2 separate regions of the Mus musculus genome follow, and region 1 is linked to region 2. A link is a contact called in public Hi-C data. All regions are on one chromosome and are shown on one strand. The core of a region is the stretch at or near the end of the contact, and the rest is flanking DNA. Distances in the headings are between cores, read along the strand shown. Region 1 holds the start of Cenpe (centromere protein E). Region 2 holds the start of Ostc (oligosaccharyltransferase complex subunit (non-catalytic)).

Region 1 (4,597 bases), core at 124-2,623, 4.5 Mb before region 2:
TGCCCTAAATCCCCTGAACTATGTCACTAATCTCTTTCTGTTCTTTACTTTGAGACATTGTCTCACCTTGTTGGCCTGGAACTCACTAGGTAGCCCAGGCTGGTCTACAACTAAGATACACCTCCCTCTGTCTTCTGAGTGCTGGGGTTAAAGGCCTGTGCCACCATGACAGACACCACTAATCTCTTCAGTGCCACCTTCCTCTAAATTCCTATTCGTACCAAACACCACATCAGTCAAGCAATCTGGAAGTTGAATCTCTGTGATCTATCCATCAATGAACCACCTATTCTGTAGTGTTAGCGTTTTCCTGACACCAGGTACCCCATGTCTCTGAAGGCCCAGTGGCTCTTTCAACATTCTGCACAGTTTTGTTTTGTTTTTCTTTTTTTTTTCTGTGTATCGTTAACGGCTTATGTCTATAGATATACTGTTTTAGTTTGCTTTGTGCTGCTGTGATAAAATATCATGACCAAAAGCAACTTGGAGTGGAAAAGGTTTATATCAAAAGCAACTTGGAACGGAGAAGGTTTATATCAGCCTACACTTCCAGCCCCAGGGAAAGTCAGGGCAGGGTCGCAAGCAGGAGTGGAGGCAGAATTCATGAAGCACATTGTTTATTGTCTTGCTCTCTCTGGGTTTTGCCTACGTAGCTGTCTTACACAGCCTTGAGTTCCATGAGTAAGAATGGAACCACCCAGACTGGCCTAAGCACTGCCCATATCAACCAGGAACTAAGATTCCACCACAAGGACATGCCCACTGGCCAACTTCATCCAGGTAGTCCTCCAATGGAGACTCCCTTAGATATAGCTGGCTGTCAAGTCAACAGCTAATGCTAACTAGGAGCCAGCTTTTTCCCAAATTAGGGAAGGAACTTAAATGCAAGAAATAATCAATTTTGAGAATCTCGCCTATCGACCACCCGTTTAATACCAATTTCTCAAGCTTTAGCATCTCTAGCTGAAGGCCAGAAGCCAGCAAACCCAGTAGACTTCATCAACCCCCTCTTGTCTTTTCTTTCTGGCATTCCCGACCTTTTCCCACTACTGAACATTCACTGTCTCCGTCCATCAGGCGAGGACGGCAGTGTCCCCTGAGCAGAACTACGCGCAGTCGGACCGTGTTTTCGGGGAAACGGAGTCCTGCACCCGGGTGTCGGTGTGACTCGGGGCAGCGCGGGCTGGGACGCAGGTCCCCACGCCGCCCCAGGCCGCCTACCTGCTGTTGAGGGGTCGCACACGAACACAGACAGCCACTGAAGCCTCCTCGGCCATCCTGTCCGCTGCAGACTAAGGGAAACGAAGGAGAGCAACGGCGCCGACCGAGCTCCCGGGCCGCCCCGCCTTTAAGTTTAAAATGTCCTCAAGGTTGCAGCGGATTGGGTGGCGCAGCGTCATGACGTCACGGGACAGTCCAAGTGCTGCGGCGAGTGGGGGTTGCGGGGGGAAAGGCGGGGCGAGTCCATGGATGGGGAAGGCGGGGGAGACTCAGAGATCCCGGAACTGAGAGCCTCAGAACTCAGCTGGAGAGAAGTTTTGTGTTAGAGTCACGCCTGCAGAACAAAAGAATTATAATCTTAAAAAACAAACAAACAAGAACTCCAGACTAGACCAAACCAAAAAAAGCTTTCGTTTTGTTTTAAAGCCTCCAATGGGAACTCACTGCCCAGCCAGGAAAGGAAGATTTTCTTTTCTTTTGGAACTGCTTTGAGGCGTTGTTGTTTCTTTTCTTTAACTTTCATTTCTCTGGACGGTGAGTGTAAGAGCCTCATGTAAGGGAGAGAATCATTGACACCTGGGAAAATGTTGTGGGGACATGACAGTGCTGCACACTAGAGCATGGATTACCCGAGAAATCCCCAGTACTAGGCATGGAACACTTCTTTTCATGTTGGTTAGAGTAATCCAAGAGGCTCCCAAAATAATAAAGCTACGCCTTAGGGACGAGGCTTCTAGCTCAGAAACAGCTGGAATTTTCTAATTCCCGACAAGTCTGAAGTATGTGGTGTCTCCAGGCAACAATGACTTAACCTTCAGCCTCAGGGAGGCAACCAAGGACAATTTGGGGATGTCAGTTCTCTCCTACCACTAGGTTCTAGGGATTCAACTTTAGCTTGGCAGCCAGTGACTTTACTCACTGAGCTATCTTCCCTGCCCTGTTTTAACTTTTTTTTTTTTTTTTAAAGTGGGCAAATATATATTTAGCTGTAGGGAACAAACTTATGAAGGGGAAGAAATGTTATGTCATTAAAGGCTCAGAGGCAAGGAAGGGATTTTTTAGAGCAAGAGTATTATTTTCACAGCTGTGATTTTGTCACACTGTCTTTGCTAACATTATATAGCAGGCAGTATTTATTAAAGATTGACTGTATTCCACTATATGATCTATGCTGTTCATCAAGAGATAATTATTAGAAGGAAAAAGAGAGGGACTGAGAGGGTAGCAGAAGAGGTGAATTTGACAAAAGGACGTAATATTCAGGTATGAAAATGTCATAACAAAATGAAACGTCTTGTACAATTAATATACACTAATGAGAAAGAGATGGTGCTTGATGGTTCAAGGCCAATGGGGGCAGTTTAATCAGTCTCACAATAACTGAAAAGGGGGCCGGAGCTGGGGAATCCTGCATCATTCTGTTCAATTCCTAACAGTACAGAAAAAGAGATATTCATTGTGAAACTGTTTTATGTTGTGCTTTTTTTTTTCAAACCCAGATACCAATTGTTTGATTTTACCAAAGAAGCCTAGGGAGCCAGATGCTGGGTATAAAAGCCTGCTAGCTCAGAGAGTCAGAGGAAGCACCCCGCTGACCCTCCTCCTCAGCTGATGTTCCAAAAGGAAGCTCTCCTTCTCAAAAACCCCTCAATTTCCCTTCTATTTCCTGTGCGTCTCTCTATCCGTCCTCCTGACTTCCTCTTATTTTCCATTAATAGTCCTGTTCTAAGTAAATCCAAATGGCTGTGATCAAAGGTGTGTGCTAGGGCTGACCCACACCACAACTACAAACAGATGTTTTCCAGTAAATAACCCAATCTTGGGGTTCTCAGTGTGATCAAATGTCCTGCAACAATGTTGAATATTTTTCCAGGCTTAGAAAACAACAAGCATGACTACAGCAGAGTATATGTGGCTTCTTATTCTTTTAGAAGCGGTAGTAATACGCACAAGTATCTCTGTCTCTCCCAGGGTAGAGAGAACAAAAGACATTAGTGAGCATGAGAGCTTCTCATGAAAGGCACTCTTGTGGAAGAAGCAGGCAGTGCATAATAAATAGCAACATAACGATTGCATTCTTTAGAAATCATCTTTATTGATACGAAAGCGGAGGGAAAGTTCTCTGTTATAACTAAGGAACTGAAAGCTTGATACATTGGGATAGCTGCTAGTCAGAGCCATAGGGGTTTACTTAGAAGTTCACAAGAACAGAGGGGCTGCACTCAAACAAGTGGATATTCATTAGGTATCATAGTTTAAACTAGACTTTTTACTCCAAAGACACGATCTTAGCTAATGTTGTCATTGTATCATGTGTAGGTCTGTACTGGCTGGTTTTGTGTCAACTTGACACAACTGGAGTTATCACAGAGAAAGGAGCTTCAGTTGAGGAAATGCCTCCATGAGATACAACTGTAAGGCATTTTCTCAATTAGTGATCAAAGGGGGAAAGGCCCCTTGTGGGTGGGACCATCTCTGGGCTGGTAGTCTTCCTCTGGCAGGCCGAGCAAGCCAGAGGAAGCAAGCCAGTAAAGAACATCCCTCCATGGCCTCTGCATCAGCTCCTGCTTCCTGACCTGTTTGAGTTCCTGACCCTGACTTCCTTGATGATAAACAGCAATATGGAATTGTAAGCTGAATAAACCCTTTCCTCCCCAACTTGCTTCTTGTATCATTCTTGTTTGTGTAGGAATAGAAACTCTGACTAAGACAAGGTCCAAGTTATTTTTTTTTTCAGAGTCATCTGGATAACAAGGACAGAAGACACATTTGAGCATTCGTTCGCTCTTGCTGCTGTTGCTTTATGAAAGGAGCTTAATTTTGCTTCAGTGTTAGAATTTCTTTTTTTCGAGACAGGGTTTCTCTGTATAGCCCTGGCTGTCCTGGAACTCACTTTGTAGACCAGGCTGGCCTTGAACTCAGAAATCCGCCTGCCTCTGCCTCCGGAGTGCCGGTATTAAAGGCGTGCGCCACCACGCCCGGCTCAGTGTTAGAAAAAAATTAGCAAAGTGCCTGATGTTGACGCGGCACACCTACCTCCTTCCCAGTACCTCAGAGAAAGAGGCAGGTGGATCTTTGTGCATTTCAGGATAGCCTGGTCTATAGAGCTAGTTCCAGAACAGGACAGCCAAAGATAGACAGACAAAACCTGTCTGAATGTGGTGGCTCATACCTTTAATCCCACCCCTTGGGAGACAGAGGCAGGTGGGTCTCTGTGAGTTCAAGGACAGCCTGGTCTCCTGAGCTAGTTCCAGGACAGCCTGGGTTACACAGAAGAACCCCATCCATGACCACTTTGACTGCTGAACTGGAATCAGTTGCTAACCCAGCCCCAGACTCAGCTTCCTTGAGTACCTGGGACACATAGGTGTCTCTG
Region 2 (4,236 bases), core at 67-2,566:
TTATTTATTTATTTTTTTAATGGTTTTTTGAGACAGGGTTTCTCTGTATAGCCTCAGCTGTCCTGGAACTCACTCTGTAGACCAGGCTGTCCTCAAACTCAGAAATCTGTCTGCCTCTGCCTCCCAAGTGCTGGGATTAAAGGTGTGTGCCACCACTGCCCGGCGGTACTCCAGCTTTGTGAGTTAATGAAATACAAGCATGGTATGACACAGCTTGACATGATATCCATATTGTATGTTTTTGAAAAAAAATATATTCATCGCCAGTTCACACTTCATATTTCTGTTGCTTATAGTAAAACTAACAGTAGATGATTTTAGTTCCTTAACTCCTGCTGTGGCTCAAATTTTAAAATCTGAATGGTCCAAGCCACTAACATTTCTACCCCCATTGGCTTGTTATGTTGCTTAAGCTTTTTATCATAGGATACGGGAACGATAAGAGGCACTGCAGCGGAGCTTCTGTATTCCAAAAACATTTCCCCCCTCCTTGCTGTTTTATAATAGCCCGTTATTTCCTTGATTGATCAGGATTACTGTCTCTAGCTAGTAAAGTCCTTTCTTATTTACATTTGATACCTTGGCAGGAAGACACCTGAAGTAGCCAGGTGGCAGGATTTTCCGTTCCAATTTTAGTATTTATGGTGCTGAAGCCGGCGCCCTACTAAGCAGGTAATTAAGGTGAGAAACCAGAATGACTTCAAGATTTTTGGCCTGGGTGATTTTTACTAACTCAGGCGTGACTGAAAATGGTTTAAAGTAATATTTGTTCTGTCACAGTTTGTGGTTGACATGGACTGTGTGGGTTTTATTCATTTATTATTATTATTTTTTATAAAGCCCATACTACTTTGGCAATTACTGCCAATTAGCGTCGCTATACAGCATGAAGAAAAAGCTCAGCGAATTAGAGCTTTTTAAAGCCCCGAGGGGAGACCTCCAATACTAAAAGGGAGCACACATCTAAACTTTCATTCATCCTCCAGCTCTATGAACTTAAGAGTTTCCAGCAGCCAATCAGCTCTCAAGTAGGTGGCGTCAGCAAGTGGGCGGGGCAGTGGGGATGCTAATCTCTCCGCTTCTGTGGCTTGGCCACGTAGGACGCCTTGCAGGTCCTGGAAGGTATATAATAAACAATGATCTCTCAGTAAGAAAAAAGCTTCTAACCCACACTCAAGCCTAAAAACGACCATTATTATTTATTTTTAAATATGTATATTATTTATCAGGTTAGTGCAATTTCTTTCTTTCTACAGTGAATATCTTGTCTCCTTCTGACTTCTACAGACCTGTGGTCCTCGGCTTACGCATGCGCAGTAGGCGGGCGTGTTTCCGGGCGGTGCGGGAGGCTGGAGGCCAGAGGGCTGGCCCTACCGCCGGGGACATGGAGACTCTGTACCGAGTCCCATTCTTAGTGCTCGAATGCCCCAACCTGAAGCTGAAGAAACCGCCCTGGGTGCACATGCCGTCGGCTATGACGGTGTACGCCCTGGTAGTGGTATCTTACTTCCTCATTACCGGAGGTAACTCGGCCGTGATGGGTCGGGTGGGCGCGCAGGCTGCTCGCTCCGGAGGCGCGTGGCCCCCGAGCCGGGCCCCGTAGGCTCACGCCTTTCACTGGAAAGAGATGGTCTCCTCTCTGCCCGCTTTTTCCTTCGAGCGCTGAGTTGGATATAATTGTCAAGTCCAGCTAGTTGTTATTTCTTGCTGTGCATTGTTTGACCAGGGTCTTGGGAACATCATTTTTGAATCACTGTGTTTCCTTGGTTGGTCGAGAGAGTGTGGGACTTTTATTAAACTAATCGTGAGGACCCTGAAATCGTGGAAGAGATCTGATAACCTTTGAGTTTGTTAGTTCAGACCCCAGGGGCTTGGATTGCTTTATGTCAAATCACAGGAATGAGAAGGGAACTTACCGAAGCCACGGTTTTTTTGAGAAATACGTGAGATTGGAATTGAGGCTTGCAAAAAGATGGTGTATCTCAGAGGGCAGAAAATGGGACTCAGAAAATAGAAGGGAAGCAGTGCTTTTTAGATATCTGTCACCAAATCCCTTAAGTGGAAAATGCAGAGGGGTGTGGCTTTGCCTATTGGTGAGTTGGCAGTCCGTCTGCAGGCTCTAGAGCACCCTTTGGAGCGACAGTTCCAGGATGTATCCAGGACTGGGCTTCAGGAATTTAGGAAGTAGTGTACTACTTAATTCAGAAAATTAAAAAGATTTTTGGTTAGCAAAAGTGGTTCAACTTTTTTTAGGGTGTGTGTAGACATATTGCTATTGCTTAACTGCTTTCTGAGGCTACTTGGCATATTTGAAGAGGTAGAAGACAGTATTTAACTGTAGAGTTGGCATTCTACGGAGTGCACATTAACGGAAATGCTAAAGGCCACTTTAAACATTGTTGTTGTTGTTTAAGAAAAAAAAAAAAAAAGACATTACCTGGTGTGTGTGGCGTTAACATTCACTTTTGCTCAGCACAGTGAATCGTGAATATGACACCTAATGCCTTGGGCTTTAAGAACTTAGTGTTCATTCTTGCCAGCTTGTTTCTTGACTTTTGCTTCCTTTGGAGACAGTTTTTGTGAGAAGCCTCAGCTTTCTATTGGGCCACAGTTTTGGTGGTTTTAGAATGGGGTTTGGGGGGAATTTCGCTGCCCCAACCACTGGGTCAAAATGGAAGGGCGCATTTTGTACATTTACCGTTTGGCTTCTGGAATGGCTTCTTCTCAGCATGGCGAGAAGCATGGCAGTCGTGTGCAGGCAGACGTGGTGCTGGGAGAGCTGAAAATTCTAATGGACAGCTTTCTAAAAACTGAGTGTACCTGTACCTAAGCAATGTTGCTGGGAAGGACAGGCGACACTGACTTTCTGTTAACTCAGTGCTGGGATAACAGCAAAGAAAATATAATGACTCTGCCCTCCATAGAAGGTAGTGGAGACATGCTAACTACCGCACAATTGCTTTCTGCTACACAGTAGAGTTTAGAAGCATTGATTTAATTCCAGTATGTTTCCTGGAGAAATGATCTGTTAGTCTGAGTTTGAATGGTTAGAAGGGTCATACTAGAAAAGAAAAAAAAAAAAAGTGTGGACCAACGTGGACCAGGAGACTAGTGAGGTGTTTTGTTCACTTAGACCAGCACTTCTGGCATTTTTCCTCCTATGTGTCCCCATTTTTCCTGACAGATTTTTGCACAACCTTGGGTAAATAGGCATATGTAATAGGTATAAGGTCAAACTTTTACTAGTAAAAGTAACTAGTAAGCTTACTTTACAACAACAATTTGCTAGATACACAATTTATGCTAGTTTTTTCTTATCATGTATACATGTACATATGCATGCATGCCTGCCACTCAGAAGGGGACACTAGATTTCATCATAGATGGTTCAGAGCTACCATGTGGTTTCTGGGAGTTGAACTTAGGACCTCTGAAAGAGCAGTTAATACTCTTAACCTCTGAACCTTCTCTCCAGCCCCTGTTGTGGTATTTTTTAAAGCTGAAAGCAAATTCACATACTAATGAGACAATGTGCCTCTGTATTTTCCATAGAGAATGGAATCTTAGCTGCATATTTGATACTGCAGGATGTAGAGCAGCCTCAGTGTTCATCAGAGCCTTGTTACTCTGTTTCTTTGGTAAACTTGGCACCTCTTTGAGAGATAATGTTGTCTAGATGTCATTCTAAACATTGCTGTAAAGAGACACCATGACCAAGGCAACTCTTATAAAAGAAAACATTTAACTGGGGCTGGCTTATAGTTTCAAAGGTTCAATCCATTAGCATCATGGCAGGAAACATGGCAGTGCCCAGGCAGACATGGTGCTGGAGGGGCTGAATATTCTACAACTTGATCAGCAGGCAGCAGAAGGCAACTGTGTGTGTCTGTTTTACACTGGGCGTAGCTTGAACATTTAAGACCTCAAAGCCCACCTCCACCGTGACACACTTCCTTTGACAAGGCCACACTTCCTCCAGTAAGCATACCTCCTAATAACACCACTTCCTATGGCCAAACATTTTAACATACGAATCTATGGGGTTCATAACTATTGAAACCACCTCACCAAAAATCAGATTAGCTGGATCTTCTTTGATTATAATAATACAATCAAAGAAGCCTTCTTTTTTTTGTTTTGTTTTGTTTTTTGTTTTTTCGAGATAGGGTTTCTCTGTCTAGCCCTGGCTGTCCTGGAACTCAACTTTGTAGACCAGGCTGGCCTCGAACTCAGAAA

Evidence for each region. A called contact is a pair of places that touch in the nucleus more often than the background predicts.
Region 1: a Hi-C map of neutrophils shows a contact between it and region 2, with 10 times the contacts expected there. The contact joins the promoter of Cenpe here to the promoter of Ostc in region 2. A contact is called at or near these places in 1 of 39 promoter capture datasets (pre-B cells) and 1 of 484 Hi-C or Micro-C datasets (neutrophils).

Annotation. Positions count from the first base shown.
Region 1 is chr3:135,209,339-135,213,935 of GRCm38.p6, reverse strand. It overlaps Cenpe (centromere protein E), which reads right to left and starts at 1,373. Exons shown (of 46, transcript NM_173762.4): 1 at 1,222-1,373. The coding sequence starts at 1,277.
Region 2 is chr3:130,706,524-130,710,759 of GRCm38.p6, reverse strand. It overlaps Ostc (oligosaccharyltransferase complex subunit (non-catalytic)), which reads left to right and starts at 1,316. Exons shown (of 4, transcript NM_025509.3): 1 at 1,316-1,523. The coding sequence starts at 1,385.